Regions from separate parts of the Rattus norvegicus genome. Here region 1 is linked to region 2. Evidence: chromatin contacts called from public Hi-C data. All regions are on one chromosome and are shown on one strand. The core of a region is the stretch at or near the end of the contact, and the rest is flanking DNA. Distances in the headings are between cores, read along the strand shown. Region 1 overlaps Tpi1l2 (triosephosphate isomerase 1 like 2). Region 2 overlaps Tpi1l2 (triosephosphate isomerase 1 like 2).

Region 1 (5,123 bases), core at 1,637-4,136, 450 kb before region 2:
CATGGCAATATGGCCCTCCTGGAGCAACCCAAGTGCCCTGTTTTCCTGTTTAGCATTTGTTTCTGATCTCTCTCAGACTATACATTCTCATTTGCATTCCACCTTTTAAGGCCTGTGGTGCAGACAGTGCCAATCTCAACAGGTGTATGGTAAGTGGCTGCAGTTCAAGAACAGAAGAAAGGAGATGATATGGACCTTCCTAGAGGTAGAGGCTCTGACATTCTGTTCCTCAATGGGCCCTACACATATTCAAGTTTGTGTGAGCCTCATTTTGGAGTGGTCCAAGTACCAGATTTTGAGGAGAAGTGGACAAGGCAGTTCTCATCCTGCTTCTGTAACGGGACTGCTGGGGTCGGAGACCTAGTTCTACATCTTGATGATGATGGAATCTTGCACAAGTTTTACAGCCTCTCTGCACTTCAGCTTTCTCACGTATAAAGGGGAAACATTTGTACTGCTTATCGATAGAGTGTATTGAGTGTTAGAACCTCAGTTATATATGTGATATACTTTAATAGCAGCTGCCAGGGTCCAGTATATAAGCAAGCAGGAAAGTCATATTGAATGCCACACAAAAGCCATTAGCTTAAAAAGTGGTTCATAAGAAACAAGGCTCATTTCTCACTCCTGCCCTGTGTTCTGTCTCTGGGGCTACTTGGCTTACTTGGTTACTTTAGGATACTTCGTGTTAGGAAGATTTATATGAACCCCTCAGTCTCTCAAGAGATGAATGCTCTCCAGACACCAGGGAAGCTCGCTAAGGCCACATCCAGATGGCATAAAATAACACTCTCCTAGGTGACCACTGGATGTTTGGCTTCTAGTGCTTGGAAGGTGTCTTGATAAGCTATCTACTGATGCTACCAGAAGTCAGTCTTGGTGCTGAGAAGCAGGTAACCCATCCCCCAAGCTTTCTTTTACCAACCCCCCTTCTCCGAGCAATTTGAGAAGAAATACCCTGTACTACCTGGACAATTAACTCTGTGCTCACTAACGCCGTGAACCAAGTAGGAAAAACAAGCCATGGTAACAGAAGCCAGAAAATTTGTCATCTTGGTGAGTGGGGAAGACCGTGAACAAGAAAAAGCAGGAAGGAACTTCCTGAAGACTGGGAATCCTCTATATTTTCATGTGGCTGGTGCTTATAACGGCATATGTATATTCGGCTATTGCTCTCCAGCTGTATACTTCAGCTTGCACATCCTACTGAATACAGTCACACCCCAGTGAATGACATTACTGCCCCCGATGCAGAAGGGACAGTGTAGGCAGTTTGCAAGCCTGACCCACTTTATTCTAAAGACACAGAGAGTTCTGAGTCTCTGTCTCTATCCCACATCTTTATCTTCCTCCACAAGTGTGTTTATACCACAGGTTATATTTATATCTGCCGTCACATCTATATATTTAAATAAGGAGAGAAGAGGAGTGTTACATGTTCGAGACTATATATAGAATGGCTTGCTTCTTTCAAAGAACAGGAGGATCCTAGCTCTATTATGTCTTTTGGACACCCCTTTTCCCAGACACACATATACACAGTCTGGCTACCTGACTAAGCCCTTTGCCCTCCTTTCTTGTCTGAGATATGATGTTCACTGACCTTGATGGTGACCTTGGGGATAGTCAGCACTATGGACTTCTGCTTGGCCAGGACGACCCTGGTCTCGTTGATGCGTGCAGTGACGAAGAAGTGCAGGAGGCCCTGTTCCAGAAGGTAGCTCATATACTCGCCTGCTCTGATCAGCACCTCCTTTTTCTCTACTGGAGGGAGGAAAAACCAACAAGGCTGACATCAAGACCTGGACAAGATGGCATATGGCTTACTTTTCCTCTCCCATCTGCCCCACGTTAGTACACAAGTCATTAGGAACACAGCAAAAGTTAGATACAAAAGTCAATCAGGGATGAGCTCTCCTGTCTGGTGAGCGAGGAAAGCATACATTGGAAATGTAAGTCAGTGAGGTCTTACTGCAAAAGGAGTTGTCAGACTTTCCAAGCATTGTTTTCATTGCTGTAAAATGGGAAGCATAAACAGAGATATTAAAGGTAGAGCCTAGGAACTTCAATCATGGGGACTTCGATCTGGGCCAAGGCAATCCCAAGATGGCGGAAAAGGAGCATAGAGCTTTCTCTCTCCTCTTTATGATTGGGAAGACCTCTGTGTTGAAACCCTACTGTAAGCTTTCAGAGTAGAGGACAAGCCCTGCAGAATGGCATGGGGGCTGGGAGTAGTCTCACTACCCTTTCAATCTCCACTGGGGCTGAGAATGCACAGTTGTATCTGTAGCCTGGGTCCATTTGCTCTGTGGCTCCATTTCCCATAGCCTGGGATTGTAGAGCCCAAGGGGCAGTTCTGCAGGCTGAGCCCAGGTAGGTATGTCCTTAGAGACAGTGCATTTTACCCCCTGATGTTACCAAGGATAGTAATAAACAGTGGTTTTCTTCTGGTTTTTCTTGGGGGAGTTTGACTACTGGGTTTCCTTAGGGTAGCAAGATTTGTCCATCTCCTTTTGACCCATCTTTGTAGAGGCTCTTATCACCACTTATAGTCTCAGCCTCAGGGCTCCCTTCTTCTTGGAGGCAGCCCATTCTCTCAATCATGGCCCAGAAGAAATGGGGCTGTGCATTCAGGCCCCAGAGAGCAGTGCTCCTGAAATAGTCCATTACATAAGTGCCATGTTTTGCCACCGCACAAGAAATTGTTCTAGATAAAGTTTATTAAACGCGGCAAGAGAAGGAGGAATAGATTTTCACTGTATGAGTGGTGGAGATGGGAGGCTGCCAACATCATTTATGGTGTCTGGGGAAAGCCAAGGGAGACACAGGCTGGAGCTGCCTCATCTCTTCCAAAAAGCAAAGAAACTAAATTTAGCCAAGTGACAATGACAACACCTTTGAAGGTACTGAGTGGTTGAAGTTATTCAAATCTCCCAAGCTGACTCTAGCCCACACACTCCCTTTAATCACCAATCTGAAAAGTCTGCTTCCCATTCTCCTTAGAAAATTTTATTTGCAACAGAGGCACTGAAGGATGCTTGATTAGGGTTAGAAGTGTGTGATTTTGCAAAAGACTAGGATTTAATTTAGATTGCAACATGCGTTACATTGCGTGCAATTGACGCCACATTAATTAGTAAATTAGCAAAAGAACAATGAAGTTCTAATTCTCTTGACGTTATCTTGGACAAGGCCTCGGTGGTGTAACTGATGGAGCTGTATTAAAATTGACTTGGACTTAGGTTTGATCCCTACATGAATGACTTAGTAGAGAAATACATTACATCACTCTAATCCATTAACTCATATAAAGTTATCCCCCTATTTTTAATTTTTGCAGGGCAAAACATTTATTTTGGCTTATGATTTGAGGGCATTACAGTCCACAATGGTGGGGAAGGCCCAGAAGCAAGCCTGAGGCTGTAGTGTCTGGTTGTGCTGCTTCTGCAGCCAGGGAATGGCTTGAGTCCATCCTTTAATTTGGTTAAGGAGTCAAGGAAGATTGAAAGAGTGCATGTGAGGTTAGAAAGGGGGCTGTACTCTATTTCTGGTGTAGAGAGATGTGATGATTATAGACAATTCCACACAAGGCCCCTGTTCACACCCATTGGTTCAATGTTCCTGCCCAGTGGGGATCTAGGCTCTGTAACCTTCGTGTTTTTAATCATGTTAACCCAGCCTGAGTTTTCCACTATGTTGGAAGGTAACAGGAGTGCCAAGGCATTTCACCACTGTCATTCATGGAGTTTCCTCCACTCCTTCCTCTTCTGTACACAGCCAATCAAGAGGACTCTTCAGAACATGTGCAAATAGGACTTGCTCTTAGCACTGTCAGCAGGACCACCACATTCCAGCCGGATGATTGTTACAGCATCCTAACTGGTCTCCAAGCTCCATCCCTGCTTCTTCGAGTCCCTTCACAACACAGCCAGTGCAATCTTTCTTACGTTTTAATTTAGAAAATTATCACTGCGTGTGGGTCCAGGCATATGAGTGGAGACCGGAAGACAAGTTACAGGAGTTGGTTCTCTTCTTCCACTACGTGGAGGATGGAACTCAGCTGGCTAGGCTTGGTGGCAGGGAATAAAGCTAAAGTTTGTACGAGGGACAATACTCATTCTGTGAGTTAAGCCCATCACTTTTCATTGGCTGCTTTTGTTCCTGTTTGAGCCTGGTTTTGTTATTGTACCCGAATGACAGAGGCTTGGAAATTTATAAAGAGAATAGATTTAGTTGTCTCATAATATTAGTGGTTGGAGCATCCAAACAGCATGGTGCTGGCATAATAGGAAAGGAACTGGGTATGTTCACAAGGGACCATGCTTGCAAAACAGTCCTCTTTTATAATAAGCTGCTCTCCCAGGAACTGACTCACTTCACAGACCAGTACCAACCCGTCCAAGGTCAATTAGGATCACATATCCTAGTCATTTTCCACAAGGCTCTGCCTCTTAAAGGCTCCTCCTTCTCCCATCATCAGTTATCACACTGATAACAAGAATGGTTCTTCATCCTCTGTGTCTCATTGTGCACATTAGATGTCCTATGATACCAATGGGATTCTTCTGGCTGGAATAACCTTTGTCAGGTCTCTGTTCCACAATACCCTATTAGAGAGATTTATTTTGTGGTTGTAATGCCTGCAAGGCTAACAGGCCTCTCCCTCTTAGTCTATTTTGTATTTTTTTCTATTACACATATAACCAGATAATACACCTGCTAGCTTGCTTGCTTCTTCATTGCCTGCTTCCCCTGTAAGACCAGAAACTCTGCAAAGATGTGCACTCCCCTGTGTCCAGCCTATGCTAGAACCTGGGTGCTCCAGTTTGCTTTCTGTTGCTGTGTTAAAATATCATGGCCAAAAATAACTTAGGGGGGAAAGGGATATTTGGCTACAGTGGAGAGAAGACAGGGTTGGAGCTCAAGGTAGGACCCTGGAGGCAGGGATGGAGGCAGAGAGCGAGGACAAGGACTGATTGCTGGCTTGCTTCCTTTGCTTGTGAGCCATCTTTGTTATATAGTCTAGTCATGGGTGGTACCACCTACTATGGGCTGGGCCCTTCTACATCGATTAGCAACCAAGAAAATGCCCCCACAGTCATGCTTACAGGCCAAATTGATGT
Region 2 (5,326 bases), core at 1,844-4,343:
CTTGGGGTTCAAACCTACTACAGAGTTTGACTGTTGGATTGTGAGGCCATGCTTGTATTTGTGAGAAATTGCCAAACCATCTTCCAAAGATTGCAAGGCTTTTGACTGAAATGCCCTCAGCCTCAAAGATGGGCAAGTTTCCTTTCAGAGTCACATGGAAGGACTCCAGCATCTCCTCCACTTAAACCTCTCTGGCCAGGTCTTCACATGGCTTGGTCCGGCTCTCTCTCACATTTGGGCCACATCAGTTTCAAGAGGTAGATCTTATGATTCCCCATTGGAAGCACCACAAGCTGACAAGGCAGCAACTACCCGCTATTCCACATCACAAGCCTCTGGCCCTCTGGATTACTTGTCCAGCATTAGATACTATGGATTAAATATAATACCTTCTGTGGTGTTCAAATATGTCATCTTCCTCCAGGAAAGCTGGGGGTGATTGCAGAGGGATATATAACACCAGCAGAGTGTGTGTGTGTGTGTGTGTGTGTGTGTGTGTGTCCCAGCCAGAGTGGAGGCTCTTGCAGCCCACATTGCATATGGTATAAGAGCTGCAGACCTGTGTATGCTTATTCTGATGGACTGGTTTTTCAGGGCTCACCTGACAATGAGGACTTCATAAAGTTCCTCGTCCTCGGCAGCCAGAACTGTATGCTATGCCTACCCAGAACTATAAGCACGCCAGCATCTTGGCTTAGCTTTTAAGCCTCTTGACAGCTGCTTTTATTTGGTTTCTTGGCATCTCACTCTTCACGTGCACAGCTTAAAGACTGAGAAATGGTTTGGAGAGAAATCGCACACAGACTCCATTTCCTTTGGTTTCTGTCTCTCTGTGTTTATGGTCCATCAAGTCCTGGCAACCTTGCATCCTGAACTCCAATTTTTTTGACGCAGACAAGCAAGGAGCTGTCATTCTGTTTTGAGTCTATACCCCAGAGGCCTGTGCATGACTCAGCAAATGCTCCCAGGGCACAAGAGGAGCTCTGAAGGACTCACTTGAATGCATTGCCTTCCTCTGCCATTCTGGTCCCTCTAGAGCCCTGCTTCTTTGACGGCTCTCTGATGCTCTCAAGCTACTAGTTCATACTTTTTTAATTCAGCCTTTGGTTTTTTAGTACAAGGCTTTTTCTGCTCTCCTCCTTCAGAGCCAGAAATGGAAGCCCTCCCTCTCTGTTTTTCCCCCAAGAAATAAAGCAGGTGGCACATTCTCTTATTTGATAAAAATGTCTTTCTGGTGGCTTTAAATGTGAAAGCTAATTTAACAAACAGCAAACATTCGCGGTTCACAAATAACACCTTTTCTTTAAAAAGGAAAAAAAAATCTGTAGCTTTTGCTCTGTCTTTAATTTGGCCACTTAACGTTTCAGAGGGAAACTCTAATGTAGGCTCAGTTTTTTGATCTTTGTAGCAGGTATAACAGGTGTTAAAATTAATTCAATTAAACCGAGCAAAACAACGGGAAAGCATGCGATAAACTACCAGGTTCTGCACAGGTTTTCAGAGTAGAAGGTGGCAAGGAATTGCACAGTCCTAGAACCCCAGGCACAGCCACTGAGGAAAAAAGGTTGGTAAGGGGATGAGTATGGGTGAGGATACTCTGGGGGGCGGGAGGAGGCGGGGAGAGGGTGCAGAGGAGGATGCTGGGAGTGCTGGATCTCACAACTTCCTTCCCACCAGCTGTTTCACTTCCGCATTGGGAGGCGAACTGAGAAACCTCTTCAGGTACCTTGAGATGTTTTCACCTTTTCCTTTCTTCAGGCAGAGTCATATACCACTCAGCCAGATCCGAAACTCTGCCTTTAACCACACATAGCTGGGATCTGCCTAGAACACTGCCTTTAAGGCCTTGTTCCCCACCCTCCACCTTCTAGATGTGGGCATTTCAGTCAGGAGCCACTATGCCCTGCTCCACTTTAAGATTAAGGGAATTTTCCTGCTATGATCTCTATTTGTCAGTGTTTATTGAATGACTGTGCTCACAAAAAATAAAAAGAATACATGGTCTCAATGAAATGAAGTCTGCACAGGAAAAAACTAAGGAAAAAGTATAAGGAAATATAGCAAAATTGTAACTCTGGGTGAATATTTTTAATTATTTCACCCAAATTTAGGAATATGTGCATTACCTTTAAAAAAAACCTGTATTTCTAGATCATCTCCATACATAACAGTATGCATAGTATATTTAAGTGTGTGTTTTTAACTTAGTTATGCAAAAACAATCCATGTAATAAAAAGATCTGGTACAGCCCTCCCTCTTTCCCCCACTCCCCTCCCCCCACACCCACTCAGGAACAAAAAGCCCCTCAGTGTTCTTATCTGATAGTGATTTCCCCTGATATATCTGTACCAAATTTTTATAAAAGAAGGGCTTAAGAAAAAAAGACCAGCTTCCGATCTGCGATAGGCCTACTCATGTGTTGGGTAGATCTAGGAACGCACACACCTTGCACCCCTGTGCCTCTGTTCCCCTCCAGAACTCAAAGTTAGACCCCGCCCTCATTCTTCCTCTTCCTGTGCCCAGGTGTTGGACTCCTTTCCTTTCAACTTATCCTTTCCCCACGTCTCTCCCTGCACCCGGGTCTCACTAATACACAGCCCAACTAACCTGGCCCTTGGCCCACATTGGACTGTTTCCTGTCCATTTTGTTAGCCTATCCCGGCAGAGGCCTGCAAGTTCCTGGAGGTCAGGGTGTGAGCATCTTTGTGCTCCTTTTCCAGGCAGAGCCCAGGCAGGTAGGTTGTCTACACATGCTATTAAACTTAAACTAGATAGGCGCTTTTCCTCACCCTGCCTTCTTCCCCACTTGCCCAAGGCTTCGAAATCAAACAAAGCCAAAAGGACCAGGAAACGCCCTGGAGGAGGAGGGGACCTGGGACCCGAGTCTCCTGTCTATCAGTAATTAGAGAGGTGGGGGAGGGGCTGTCCTTGGCACAGACAGGTCCTTAATGGCTGCTGCCCCAGAAACTGCCTTCAGATCGACAGCCAAGGGAATCGCGATGAAAAATTCATCAGCTTCTTTCTTTCCGCGGCCCAGCTGCGCCTAGTGGATGACCTCGGCGGGGGCAAGCCCGCTGTGAGTCACACCGTCTGGCCGCTTCGAGGGGGCCCAGCGCAGGCCAGCAGGGAGCACTGCACCGCTGGGCTGTGTGCATGAACCATGAACACATCCCTATGAGGCATAGACGGGACCACCGAGGTTTGGCTGCTGGGGACCAAAGACAATCCTTCTCCGACCTTTTGGTACAAGCTACTGGGAGCCAGCCAGAGGGTCACTCTGTAAACAGGCGCCTGCGTCCACCTTACCCATGTATTAAAGTATGTACACACTGCCCTACACAAGGCAGGACCTGTTTTCGAAGCAATACCAATTAGGTGGGCACCTGGGATCCCCTGTAATTGTAAAAATTCTAACCCTGACGACTGGTCCTCCTAAGTAGGCCTTACTTTCATGCCACCACCTCCAACCTTTCCTGGCCCCAAGCTCCCTCCTGAAGTTCTGGATGGGGTAGAACTCCAGGAGCCAACGCTACAGAACTGGGGTGGCCAGGGAGGATGACAGGAACCAGAGTTGGGGAAATGCCACTAAGTCGCAGGTTTCTGGAGGCCTCTCCAGCCCCTGCCATCTGGGCACTGCACAGACAGACGCTGCGTGGGTCCCTGGAGCTTGCCACCTCCGCGCCACACTGCCAGCCCTGCCTCTGCGGCTGCAGGAAAGCTCCACGTCCGAGATTGCTGGACTGTGGGTGGGGGGTGGGGAGCGGGAAGCGGGACTAAGCGCGGGAGGGGGTGCGCTCCTGGACTCTGCATTTTAAAGTTGTTTTCTTGCAATCAAACTTTAATAAGCACAAATGTCTGGCCTGCGGACCATACAATGTGGTGAGATGCCATGTTGGCCTCTTTGGAATCCGCAGCGTTTTTTGTGCTGTTCTGCGGGGGAATCAAATGTGGTGATTAGGAAAGTTTTATATTCAGGTCAGGCTTCCCCAGGACTAGAGAATGGGCTAGATCTTAGGCCAACATCGCCATCTGGTGGTAAAATCGAGGGACTCGAGCAGGTGTAGGGAGACCAGAAGGAATGATGTCATGGTCTGCAATGTTTTCTTGAGGGGAGGGATGCTGGCTGGCTACGGAACTAGTATTGCCTGATGCATTATTCCTCGGGTTTTGAGTTTTGCTGTATTCACGAGTGAATCACCAAGTAAGCAAGGGTTCTTCCTAGAACTAATACCTTCTGTTTCGCCCCGTTGCAGAATTAATTGAATTTAAACCTAAAAGAGCCAATGACTTTGACAGCCTTGAAGCAGGACTCCTTATATGATCTAAGTTGGTCACTTGACAGCCCCTCCCGAGGTGTTTCTCCCTCCGGAACTCAACTGCAGAATTATTCGTGTGTTCAGAGTGTGCTTACATTCTTCTAAGTTTCCATTCCTTCAAGCCTGAGGAACAGACTTCACACTACCTCTAAATATAGGGATCCATCCTCAGTAGCATCTCCCTGGCTACCTTAGTCAGTCCTCTTTTCTTTCCTTCACCAGGTCTGGATAGAAAGGCCAGCTCCCAGCTCCTTTGTGCTTCTGTCCTCAGTGTCCCTCTACCCTTTGCCCCTCTAGCCAACATCTGGCTGCAAGCACCTTTCTGCCTTTCCCTGCATCCCACCCAAGTCTAAGAAGAAAAGGTGGCCTGTGGTCGCTGAAGGGGCTGGCTGCACATCTTAAGATTCAGGTGAGTCCGCAATGCAGCTTAATTGTGAGCCAGTGTTGATTCCTGCACTGCAGATCTTCTCGGTTGTCTTCTCCTCTTTGGCTTTTTGTCTGTACAATACTTGGCTATTTCAGAAGCAAACCCTCCCACTTTCCAGACACTCTCGCTTCCTCAGTGTTGGCTCTTCTACCTTAAAGTAGTTGTGTCATCGTCTAGTCTTTTTATTCTCTTTTACTTCTGAGGAGGAGAAAAACAAACAAACCTTTTTATCTTTTCCAAACTCAGTGCATCTGCTTTTACCTGCAATGTAGAACTACTGACTGCAAGTAAACGGGGTGGGGGAGAAGAAGCCCCTAAGAAAATGTACAAAAGAACTTCTCTGAAGAATGAATAAAAATGCTGAATGCATTCACACACACACACACACACACACACACACACACACACACATATATATATGTATATATATATTTGAAAGGGAATAGTCAGAAGATTGAAAAACACAAAAAAATTTAAATGCTAGTAACAAGGAAAGATTGAAAAACAACATTTCACATAAGCTTCCCAGAAAATGCAACAAAAAGGCAAAAAGATGGCCAATTTTTAACCAAGAAAAGAGAA

Evidence for each region. A called contact is a pair of places that touch in the nucleus more often than the background predicts.
Region 1: a contact with region 2 is called in a Hi-C map of frontal cortex, with 3 times the contacts expected there. The contact joins two enhancer-like sites. A contact is called at or near these places in 3 of 12 Hi-C or Micro-C datasets (frontal cortex, hepatocytes and liver).

What each region holds. Positions count from the first base shown.
Region 1 is chr17:28,170,819-28,175,941 of GRCr8, reverse strand. The region is part of intron 1 of Tpi1l2 (triosephosphate isomerase 1 like 2); the gene reads left to right. F13a1 (coagulation factor XIII A1 chain) reads right to left here. Exons shown (of 15, transcript NM_021698.2): 13 at 1,604-1,764. Among named protein-coding and RNA genes, the nearest start is that of Tpi1l2, 58 kb to the left of the region's middle. Within about 2 kb of position 2,886, at least 18 of the 93 cell types and tissues checked have an H3K27ac peak or open chromatin away from gene starts, as enhancers often do.
Region 2 is chr17:27,724,473-27,729,798 of GRCr8, reverse strand. All of the region lies in intron 1 of Tpi1l2 (triosephosphate isomerase 1 like 2), which reads left to right. Among named protein-coding and RNA genes, the nearest start is that of Ly86, 34 kb to the right of the region's middle. Within about 2 kb of position 3,093, at least 26 of the 93 cell types and tissues checked have an H3K27ac peak or open chromatin away from gene starts, as enhancers often do.